Linked DNA regions of Anas platyrhynchos: region 1 is linked to region 2. The links are chromatin contacts, called in public Hi-C maps. All regions are on one chromosome and are shown on one strand. The core of a region is the stretch at or near the end of the contact, and the rest is flanking DNA. Distances in the headings are between cores, read along the strand shown. Region 1 overlaps DENND2B (DENN domain containing 2B). Region 2 overlaps DENND2B (DENN domain containing 2B).

Region 1 (4,845 bases), core at 1,542-4,041, 65 kb before region 2:
GTAGTTTCCTGATATCTTTGAAGCGGTGACTTCTGTGCACAATAGCAATCAGATTTCCAGTCGGGTATCTTTGATCTCTGAGTTGCATCGCTCTGCCTGGAAAGAGCAGGAAATAACTGAGCTGGATAGCCACAAACCTCTAAGTATAGGCTTTGGTTTTTATCTCCTAGCAGTGTGTGAGGCCATTTCAGCTGTCACCAACGATTTGTCAGCTCCGTTAGCCTAATGCACGCTGAGATTTGCTTGTACTGGCTTTGCGGCTCAGACCTTCTTCAGAATTTAATTTAATGGGTTTTAATTAGAATTGGTGGGAGCTGGCTTATCTCCAGTGAAGGCGATGGAGATACACCACGTAATCCAAATGACTACCCAGACTAATACCTCTCCAGAGGTAGCTACAGAGCATTTCTGCTTAATTGTTTCTAGTTCTTTAAATTATCACACCAAATGATGCCTTGTATTTCCCAACCAAGTGATCCCACGGGGTGAAGTTATGCCCAAGTTTGTCATGAATCCGAGATTATTTGCTGCTCTTATAGGTAAAATCACTGTCTGAAATGCAGGGGGAAGGCTCCTCAGGCTGATGCCCCCCCCGGACACAGCACATACCTGGTGCTTGCTTCTTGCTTTGGGCTGTCACAGGTGATTCAGTCCTAGTCGAGCCAAATTCACCCAGTTTTACAGCAATTTTTTTTTTTCCTAAGTAAAATTAATTTTTATACATATTAATAAACCCAACAGAGATAGTTTGTTTCTTTTGAAGAAGGAATTATGTGGCTGTGGCCTGGGCAGAAGATTAAGAAATATTTTGCCTTAGGAACTCAGACCTTGAAAGTTCTTAAATAAAAAGAATTGGACATGTGTCTGGCATTAGGTTTAGCTGATACTCTGCTGCTGTTGACACTTGAATGTGCGTGTCAGTTGTTCACTCTGCTGGCTTGTCTTGGGAGTGCTTATTCTCTTTCTTTCCATGGTAATTTTTTTCATTTTGAAGGTGAGCTCATATCAGGAGAAAAACCTGTCTGTACAGGGAGAAGTGTCGTCCTAGTAGAGGCAATGCCAATGCAGTAGACACTGCCCATGTTTCTTGTCAGGACGTTTACCCAGATGCAAACCAGCCTGCCTGTACTGCCAAAAGACAAGAGCTGTGTCCAGAGCCAGGCTCGATGCCTTGGGCAAGTAGTCTCCATACTGTGACTAGAGAGTGTGGATGGAGGTAACTGTGGCCACCACGATAGAGCCCTGATCTTACCACAGGAAAAATATTATTATAAACAGTAAGGTAAGCGAAGTGTATTTTTTAGTATTTATCTTTTTTACACGTGAATATCAATTTAGAACTTAGGGTATTTCTTACATGTCTTAAGTTTTCTGAGTGGAGAGCGCTGTGAAGAAAACAGTAACTTGAAAATCAAAGGATGCATCTTCAGCTCCCGGGCATGCCACAGGAGCTTTGCGTGCTCCCAGGCAGTCTGTGTGTTTCAGCCATCCTAGAATGGTGCGAACATTACTTTTTCCTCTCTATTTTTTTTCTCCATAACATATTTATGTAGTGAGTTCTTCAAAGTGTGAGACTCTCTGCGTTGTTCCAAAACAACAAGGCTTTGGTCTTATTTGAAACTCCTGGGTGTACAATTTTCTCAATGCTTACTGTGTGATTGCCATTGTCTTAGCATAATTATGATAACGTATTCTCACATCTCCTTTTCTTTTGTTTACTAAGCATGTGTGTGGTGTTGCTTGAGTGATAGAAAAACTGCTTCTTTCCCTTTCATGTAAAAAAAAAAAAAAGTATGGGTGAAAGGCTCTCTCTACCTGGGCATCCTCTACCAAGTTCATCAAATGGTTTAAAGGAGTCTCCGTAAAACATTAGCCATGGATATTATGTTCACCTGAACAACTCCTTGTACTTGGATAACATTTCTGGGCAGATGATGTGCAAATCCCTGCTTAACAGAAAGTTTAGCGGGATGTCTGGATGCCATTGCAGTTTGAGTTACAATGATGTGGTGTGGGAAAATATGCTGGTGGGTTTGCTGCTGCCTCATGTCAGCACTGCCGTGTTCACCAAAACTCCAAAACTCCACCCGTGTGGACTGTGTTAGAGCATCAAAGGGCCAGGGGTGTGAGTGCGGCTGTGTGCTCCTGGGGAGTCCTGGCAGGGCCAGGATCTTGTCTCTGCCACTGTGCATGGCTTGTGGCAACAAGGTGCTGAAGTGCCTCAGCTGCTGAGGTGCCTCCTCCTGCCAGTTGGAAATACTGGTGAGAATCTTGTAAGCTCTTGAATTTGTGAAACACAACCCATAGAAAGCATTTATTTTTGCTTTAAAAGGGAGACAAGTTTTAATAACTTTGATAGAGAGCTTGAGAATGGGATGAATCACTATTTCATCAAATTCTGCTAAGAGTAAGCAATATATTAAATTATTGGAGATGCAATGATAAGCCACTTTTTTTTTCTTCTTTTGTTTTTCTTTTTGCCATTGAGGTTTAGAAAACAACACAAATCAGCTTCAGTCAAGCAACTGGGGAAACTGAATGACTGATGTGAAATCCATTCGCAAGTATTGTACTCCTTTAAAGCAGAAACAGCTGGAGCTGTGCAGTTCACAAATTTCCATAAAGTCGGTTCCCGGCAGCACAAAGCTACCTCTGGTTCAGAGAAGAATACAAAGCTGTTATTTACCCAGTGAGGTTGGAGATGCTTTTGAGAGAGAGCTTGGGCAGCTCAGCCCTGAACTGGGCCGTGGGAGACGGGAGGATGCTTGCTGTTATCAGGAACAGAGACATCGGCAGTGGGAACACGTCAGAGCACTGATTAAAATGTCCCTGGAATTGGGCAAAGCTTGAATACAGGCTTTGACTTCGTTGTTGCTCATCATCTCTGTCAGGAGCGTTGGTGGAGTGCTGATTTGTGATGCTCCGAGACGTGTGATGTGCCCCCTTCCTTGTCCTGTTCAGAAGCGACCTCAGGGAGGTGGATCAGAGTATGTATGTTTGAAATCTCTTTAGCAGGGTTGCAGAAATATTCTTGCAACCACAGTGGTCTACAGATGTGAGAGAAGAGTAGTTCGTGAGTGGTTTGTAACAGCTTCTAATAAGATCAAGAGACAGAACTGAAAAAATGGACCTACTTTTGGACACTTTTTTCAGGCTTCCTCAGTTTGTGGCAGAAGCTGAAGATGGGGCGTTTTGCCACAGCAATTCTGCAGCTGGCTATTTTGTTTCATTTTAATTTTAGATGTCAGATCAAGGAAGAATAATCATGTGCTTGAAGTGCACTTGTCAGTCAAGCAGTTCACTTTTTTCCAGTTGGAAATTCTGTTAATGTATCTCTCCTATATGCATAGGGGGGAAAAAAACAACAACAACAACAAAAAAACAGTTTTGGAGGGGAAAAGTGAGGGAAAAACGAGACTGCATTTTCTTTCATGCAGCTTCAGATCGAGTTTGCTTTGTTACTAGGTAAAGGCAGCACAAACATAGCCTGGCTAACTAATTCCCAGTGCAATTTAATTCTCATGGCACTTTTAATGCTTTGTTCTTTTCTATGTGGAAATCATATGTCATCATTAAAAATACTTTTTCCTATTATCAAGGTTAACGTTTTCTAAAAACACTGGAAAATAATTGAAAAATGAAAGGAAACAAGTCTTTTAAAAAGCAGAGGTTTGTAATTGGCAGGTTAGGCTGAAAGCATGTTTAATGCAACTGTGTTCTGCTACAGTAAAAAACCTACTTAGTCTAACACTGCAGTCCTTATTTATTTAATCATGGATTGTTTCTGTTTTTACGTTAGTGTACACAGTAATACAAAGGCTTGAACTAACCTGTTACATAATTTTTTTTTTTTGCAGGAAATTTTTAGAATAGCGTGGTTTTGAAAACTTTTCTTGTGTCTTTCTAGTGCTTTTACTGCACTGAAATGTAGTAAGTAAAGCAGTAAGCAAGATATATGCTAAAGCACTTAAGGGAGTCCCTATCAGTGCAGCATCAGAAAATCAGATCAGGAGTCTTACGTGAATTTGTTTTTTTTTGGGGCGATGATAAAAAGTTATTCAGAAGTCTACAGGGGAGACTGCGTAGAAACTGTGTGCATAGTATTTTAAAATTATCATGCCAGTGTTTCATTTCTTCTGGAGGAAGTTGTTCTTAGGGCTGAAAATCCCATTGCCTTCTGGACCAGGGAGACTGGCGATCTCACTGAATAGACCAACAAATAGACAAGCCATGAGCTTTCTTAATGATGCTTTATGTTCCATGAATACACTGGCAAAAGGGAGATGGCAGATAGCCCGTGTCCTTTCGAAACTGTTGGCAGAGACTTGAAAGCGTTTGCATGTGGATTTTTAACCTCTCCCTTTCCTCCCTAGACAGTACTGCCATCGGGCTGACTTCAGTGTACGCGGGCAGGCAGGCAGGCTTCTTTGCTGGGTCTGTGTGCGTGTGGTTTGGTGCAGCTGATACAGCTTCTAAGATTTTGTTAGCGATCAGCAGCCTCAGGTTGAAGAATGAAATGTAAACCGGCGGTACGTGCAACTTCAGAACCAAAACCAAATCAAAGCCACAGAAGTTTTCCAAGCTGTAGGCAATAAGGAGGAAACATTTGGCTTTCCTGATTTCTCACACACCTGTCCCTTCAAAAGCAGCATGTCAGATTGCAGAGAAAGGCTTTGCTGGTGCTAGTCTTGTTAACCATTAATACCAGTTTCCTCCCTTTAAGTACACAAAGGGACAGAGATTTGACAAATGTCCTCAGCCCATGTGTCATTCGCTGCCTGAGAAGCGAAGTAGCGAGCTTTCGGGAAGTGCAGAGGACAGAGCAGGTTACAAGGACTGGACGTG
Region 2 (4,836 bases), core at 1,598-4,097:
CCTCGCTCTTTCTGTGCCACATTGCCTCATGCACTTGCAAAGTGAGGCTGCTGGTGCAACTACAATAGGATAACACATGATAGGGGAGGATGTTAAAAACTTACACCAAAGGAGACGTGGTCAGAGAATAGTTTATGGATGAAGATGTTGTCCACTCATTTTTCTATAAAATACGGTGAGGAGGGACCAGGAACGGACAACGCCCACAGAGGATGACACAAACCTTCAGATGGATTTCTGGCATGAATTGTACCCGTTGACACAGCGGTGTGGCAAGTTCTGTCTCCACAAGATAAAGCCAGAGAAAATAAGTCCAAAAAGTGGTTTGTGACCACTGTGTTTATGATAAAAATTGCCTCCCTGGTATCCTCAGTAGCATGGAGGACTCGGTGTTCGAGCTCTCCGCAACTCCTTGGAATCTGTCCCAGAATTACCTGTACTGCTGGCATCCCACTGATAAGGACACAGCACTGCTCTTTAGCCAGACAGGTGAGGCCATATTATGATTCCTCTAGGAGAATTTTACAGGCTCATCTTTTCTCAGTCTGCATCACACTAGATAACACCTGAAGTGTGACTCATCTAGCAAAACAAGGTTCGGGTTTGGCTCGTTTTCATGGGGAAGAAAATGCCATATGAGGGGCATGAGGGTTAAGTAGCTCCACTCTCTGAGTTGTAAGCACAGTTAAAAGAATTCCGTGAAGGAGGATAACAGATAATTGGCTGATGTGATGTAGAAAATATGCGTTTCCTACTCGATTTGTGTCCCCTCTCCCTGCCAGTGTTATCACTCTGGCCTTGTTTGCACTCAGTGAGATATCACAAAGCTGGCTTGCAGAAAACACGTCAGCACTCAAATTAGGGGAGCCACTGTGACCTGAGTCTGCCTTTCTTTCACATGTGGTAAATGCACAGTTAGACTCCAACTTCTGCATCAGGCTGCCGCCGCCACATGCAAGAAGCCTGGCTTGGAAAGCAAGGAAGCGTCCATGAGGCTGATGGGCTGATGGGCACAGTGCACTAGCAGTGCTGCTGGTTTGCTGAATCAGTCTCATCCTGGGAAATGCTCAGCTCCTGGATAACATTTTTCCTTTGTTACACTCCTCTGATAAGTGAAGGATTTTGGCCTGCTTCTTGGGCTGAGTTGTTAGCTCACTGCTGATACTGGGTAGGACGTGGTACAGTTCTGCTGTATTCAACAGAGAGGGGAGATCTCTCATTTCCTATTTTTAGAGAGTTCTTTATGCTGTTGCATGCAACAACTGCAGCAGTATTTGTTGAAGTATGGGTAGTGATTAGATATAAAATGTTCAAACCTGGCTGCTGAGTTGGGGCTGGACAGAATTATGGTGAATATAGAGGCAAGAAGCAAATAAGTGTAGCAATTACTAAGGAATATTCTCTCTCTCTCCTTTTTTTTTTTTTTTTTCTTTTCATGGCAGCCAGGCCTTTATTTTTAGTTTGCTTTTAAGTAGATCCTCAGCAGAGAAACATTACATCACAGTGTAGATTGAATCTGAAATTAAGCCGGAAAAGGAAGTAAACATTATAAAATGGCAATGATTTCCGTAATTATTGCCTTTCATTCAAGCACGGGTATAATGGCTGAACTTGCAGAGACTGCCAGCCTCTCTGTACAGTCCTTTCTAATAGGATCTGCGACCGGACAAAAAATTGTAATAAATTCTGGCTGCTGTAAACGGCTGAGTTTACTGCAGTGCTCTTTATGCTGTCTTAGACAGAGGAGAGACGGCTTTTCTCTTGTGTCCCAGGAGAGGTGGAGGGCAGGGATGCCTGTATCTGGCAGAGTCCAAATCAGAAGCTGCCTGGGAGCAGAGTTTCCCATGAGCATGGGGCCGTACCAGGGAGGTGAGAAGTGCCCTGGCTGCAGCAGGAGAGTCCTTGTCCCCATGTGCCCCTGTGGGGATGGGCCCTTTGTAAGGGGGTTCTGCCATGGGGAATTCGCTGTTGGGGAGAGAATCTAACAATGTAATTAAAAGTAAACTAAGGCATTAAGAGTTAATAAATGTATTAATGGTATATTAAAATTAAAAATAATTAATACATTCAAAAATTACAGTGTCTCTTTCCAAATTACCTTATAAAGGCTTGAAGGGATTCTCTGTAGTTTGTTCTTACCCCCGAAGGGCATCTAAACAAACTGAAAAGGATTCAGATTTCAGATGCCGAAACATGCCTTGCTGACAAAGAGCAGCTAACTTTACAGCTTTTCACACAGCACTCCTTCCACAGCAGGCAGGGTACTCATGGCTCAAAAGAGGCTGTCGTGTCTTGTGCGTGCACTTGTGGGCTGATCTGGTGAGAACAGAAGTGGAAAAAGGAAAGGTCTTTTAGGTGTCATTTCAGCTTGACAAAAATGAATTAAGGCCGAAATTGTGCTGAAGTACTTCTCTGAATCAAAGCCTAGAACAGTATTTTGCCTGTTCCCTTATGCTTGAGATTTAATTGGTGAAGTGAGACATGAACTAACCGTAATTCCTGCTATTCGGTAATCATTAGAAATGATTTTTCTATCAGTGTCCAGGTAGGTTACTGTGTCAGAATTAATTTGCATTTGTTTCAAACAGCAATAAGCTACGCACAAATTCTGGTGTTCATTTTGATTGTAATCTTCTGTCTTGCACTTATAGATCTATTTAATCATTGTAGAGGAAACTTATCTTTTCAGTTTGCAGATTTTTCCTGATAGAAACCATGCATTTGTTTGTGTTTGCTTATCAGCAGCTTGCGTGTAGTGAGGGGGCGTGGTACAAAACCCGCTGAAGTGTAAGAATGCTGATAATTACTGATTTGCATCCGTACCTGCATCTGAAAGCAGTCCTATGAATAGGCAGACCTCCCAGAGCCTTGGTTAATTGCAGACCTTATGCACTAACACACAGAGGTATCCTTTGATCCGTAATCAGCAGAGAGGTTACCCAGGGCAGCTTCGCTTCTCCAACATCTCCAGTTCAGCTTCGCTTCAGTATTGAGTTACGAGCACTAAGGTATTTATTGCTTCACGTTCTTCCCGGTGAGGAGGTTGTCCTGTATACTTCCTGCAGCCATCATCTGTCATGCTCCCCCCGCCCTTTCTGCATCTGATGCTGCACCTCTGAGCGTGGCTGTTGTTCATGCGTGCCTGTGTTTGCACGTTCCCTGACTCGGGGCCTTTTCTCCTGGTCGCAGCCGTGCAGTCCGATTGCTCCATCACCCTGCTCTCTTTTCCTGTAGCAACAATGACTCACATGATTTTGTTTTGAAATCTTCACGGGGTAGGTCTTCTTGCTAAAAAGCTGCAAAAACATGTCATTTATTTGGTTTGAGTCAAAAGAGAGGAATTCCAGGATTTTTTTTTCCCTATTTAAACAGCCTGGAGTGGTAAATGAGAAACAATCAGCAATAACTTTGCATAGGTAGAAAAGCCAGCATGTTTGAGAATTTCACAGAATTGGAAATGTCCTGCCTCATTGTATCAAGGACTCGTTCTTAAATTCCCATTTTATTCCTCCCTGGCCTATCTGGGTGTAGTTGGTGGTATTTTCATGTATGTCTTGTCCATGATGCTGTTACTTGGTCTTACCCACCTGAATGAAACTGCTGCTATTATTTAGTCTTACCCACTGAGAGAAATGTTTATTTTTTCAGTGTTTAGGTATGTGTTGTTTCTGGTGCAGTGCAGTTCTGACCCAAATGCCAGCCTGTGCAGCAACCGGCATCCGCCCCCGACACACACACTCCATTTCTCATCCAAACTTCAGCAGTCTGCCACAATTTTCACTGCCATTTTCCCGTTACTTGGTGCCTTTCCAAGTTTCTGCTTTCTCCTTCCCCTCTGCCTCTGCAGTTTGTGTGTGGTGAAGAAGGAGGCTGGCCAAATTCTCAGCCTTGTAGTTTCTTCCCAGAACCCTTTACAGTCCTCTGCAAATCTCTCAGACCATTTCATCTCGCAGAGCTGTTGCAGACTTCTCCCTCTCTCTCAGAGACTGGATGGAAGTAACCCAAGATCTGGGGAGGTGTTGAAGGGTGCAGCAGAAAAGTGCCAGGCAGCCGGTCCTGCTACAGAGTTCATCCATGGCACAAGGACAGCAGCTACCACAGGAAAGCACTGCTGTGGCCTGTGATCAGCCCCGTGGGGGTGTAATACCCACCTGAGTCAAGGTATCACACCGGGGAAGGTCAGAGTCTCCAGACTCCAACCACGAGTGGGAGGAAGCCCTCCCAGGCAGGCGAGGGGATGTGGGTCAGGAAGGTGAGGCGGGCACTGAGCAGTTGTAGGTTGGAGCACGTACACGTTCAAACAGCAGCTGAAGGCGTTCAGCAGATGTGGACAGAGTAGCATAATTAAGTCAGCAGGAAGAAATGAGAAACATGAAAAGGTTGTGGAAAAGTAAACACAGGCAGTGGAAAGACTTCTTTGTGAATTTACATTTTTGGCTTCATTTCTCCATCCAAGGAAACAGCAGGACCAGTCCTGTGCGTGGTCCAGCGCATCCGCCTAGAGCTGGCACCAGCCCTGGGGTGACAGACCTGCTGTGTGGCTTGGACCTACATGTAAGGGTGGTCCTCCCTCCCCTCCTGGCAGATTGAGCTTGTCCATTCCTTGGGAGAGGAGAAGGAGGAGGCAGGTGTCTTTTCCCCTCTTTTCAATGTAAGTGCCAAAATGACAGTGGGGAGGCAAGAGGGTAGCGAGGCAGGGAGCAGGAGGCCTGCCAGTACATGGTTGTCCGCACAGGAGGCACAATCGTGGATTTAGGAGGTTCTCAGGTGTGAGACTCCCTCTCTGAGAAACTGTAGGTGGAGGGAGGAGTGAGAAGGAATACAAGTTTTGGCTGT

The links. Hi-C and Micro-C count contacts between places; a contact is called where the count stands out from the background.
Region 1: a Hi-C map of liver shows a contact between it and region 2, with 2.1 times the contacts expected there. The contact joins two enhancer-like sites. A contact is called at or near these places in 2 of 8 Hi-C or Micro-C datasets (liver and small yellow follicle).

Annotation. Positions count from the first base shown.
Region 1 is chr5:62,792,292-62,797,136 of IASCAAS_PekinDuck_T2T, reverse strand. All of the region lies in intron 3 of DENND2B (DENN domain containing 2B), which reads left to right. Among named protein-coding and RNA genes, the nearest start is that of RPL27A, 78 kb to the right of the region's middle. Within about 2 kb of position 2,791, at least 5 of the 8 cell types and tissues checked have an H3K27ac peak or open chromatin away from gene starts, as enhancers often do.
Region 2 is chr5:62,727,767-62,732,602 of IASCAAS_PekinDuck_T2T, reverse strand. All of the region lies in intron 15 of DENND2B (DENN domain containing 2B), which reads left to right. Among named protein-coding and RNA genes, the nearest start is that of RPL27A, 13 kb to the right of the region's middle. Within about 2 kb of position 2,847, at least 4 of the 8 cell types and tissues checked have an H3K27ac peak or open chromatin away from gene starts, as enhancers often do.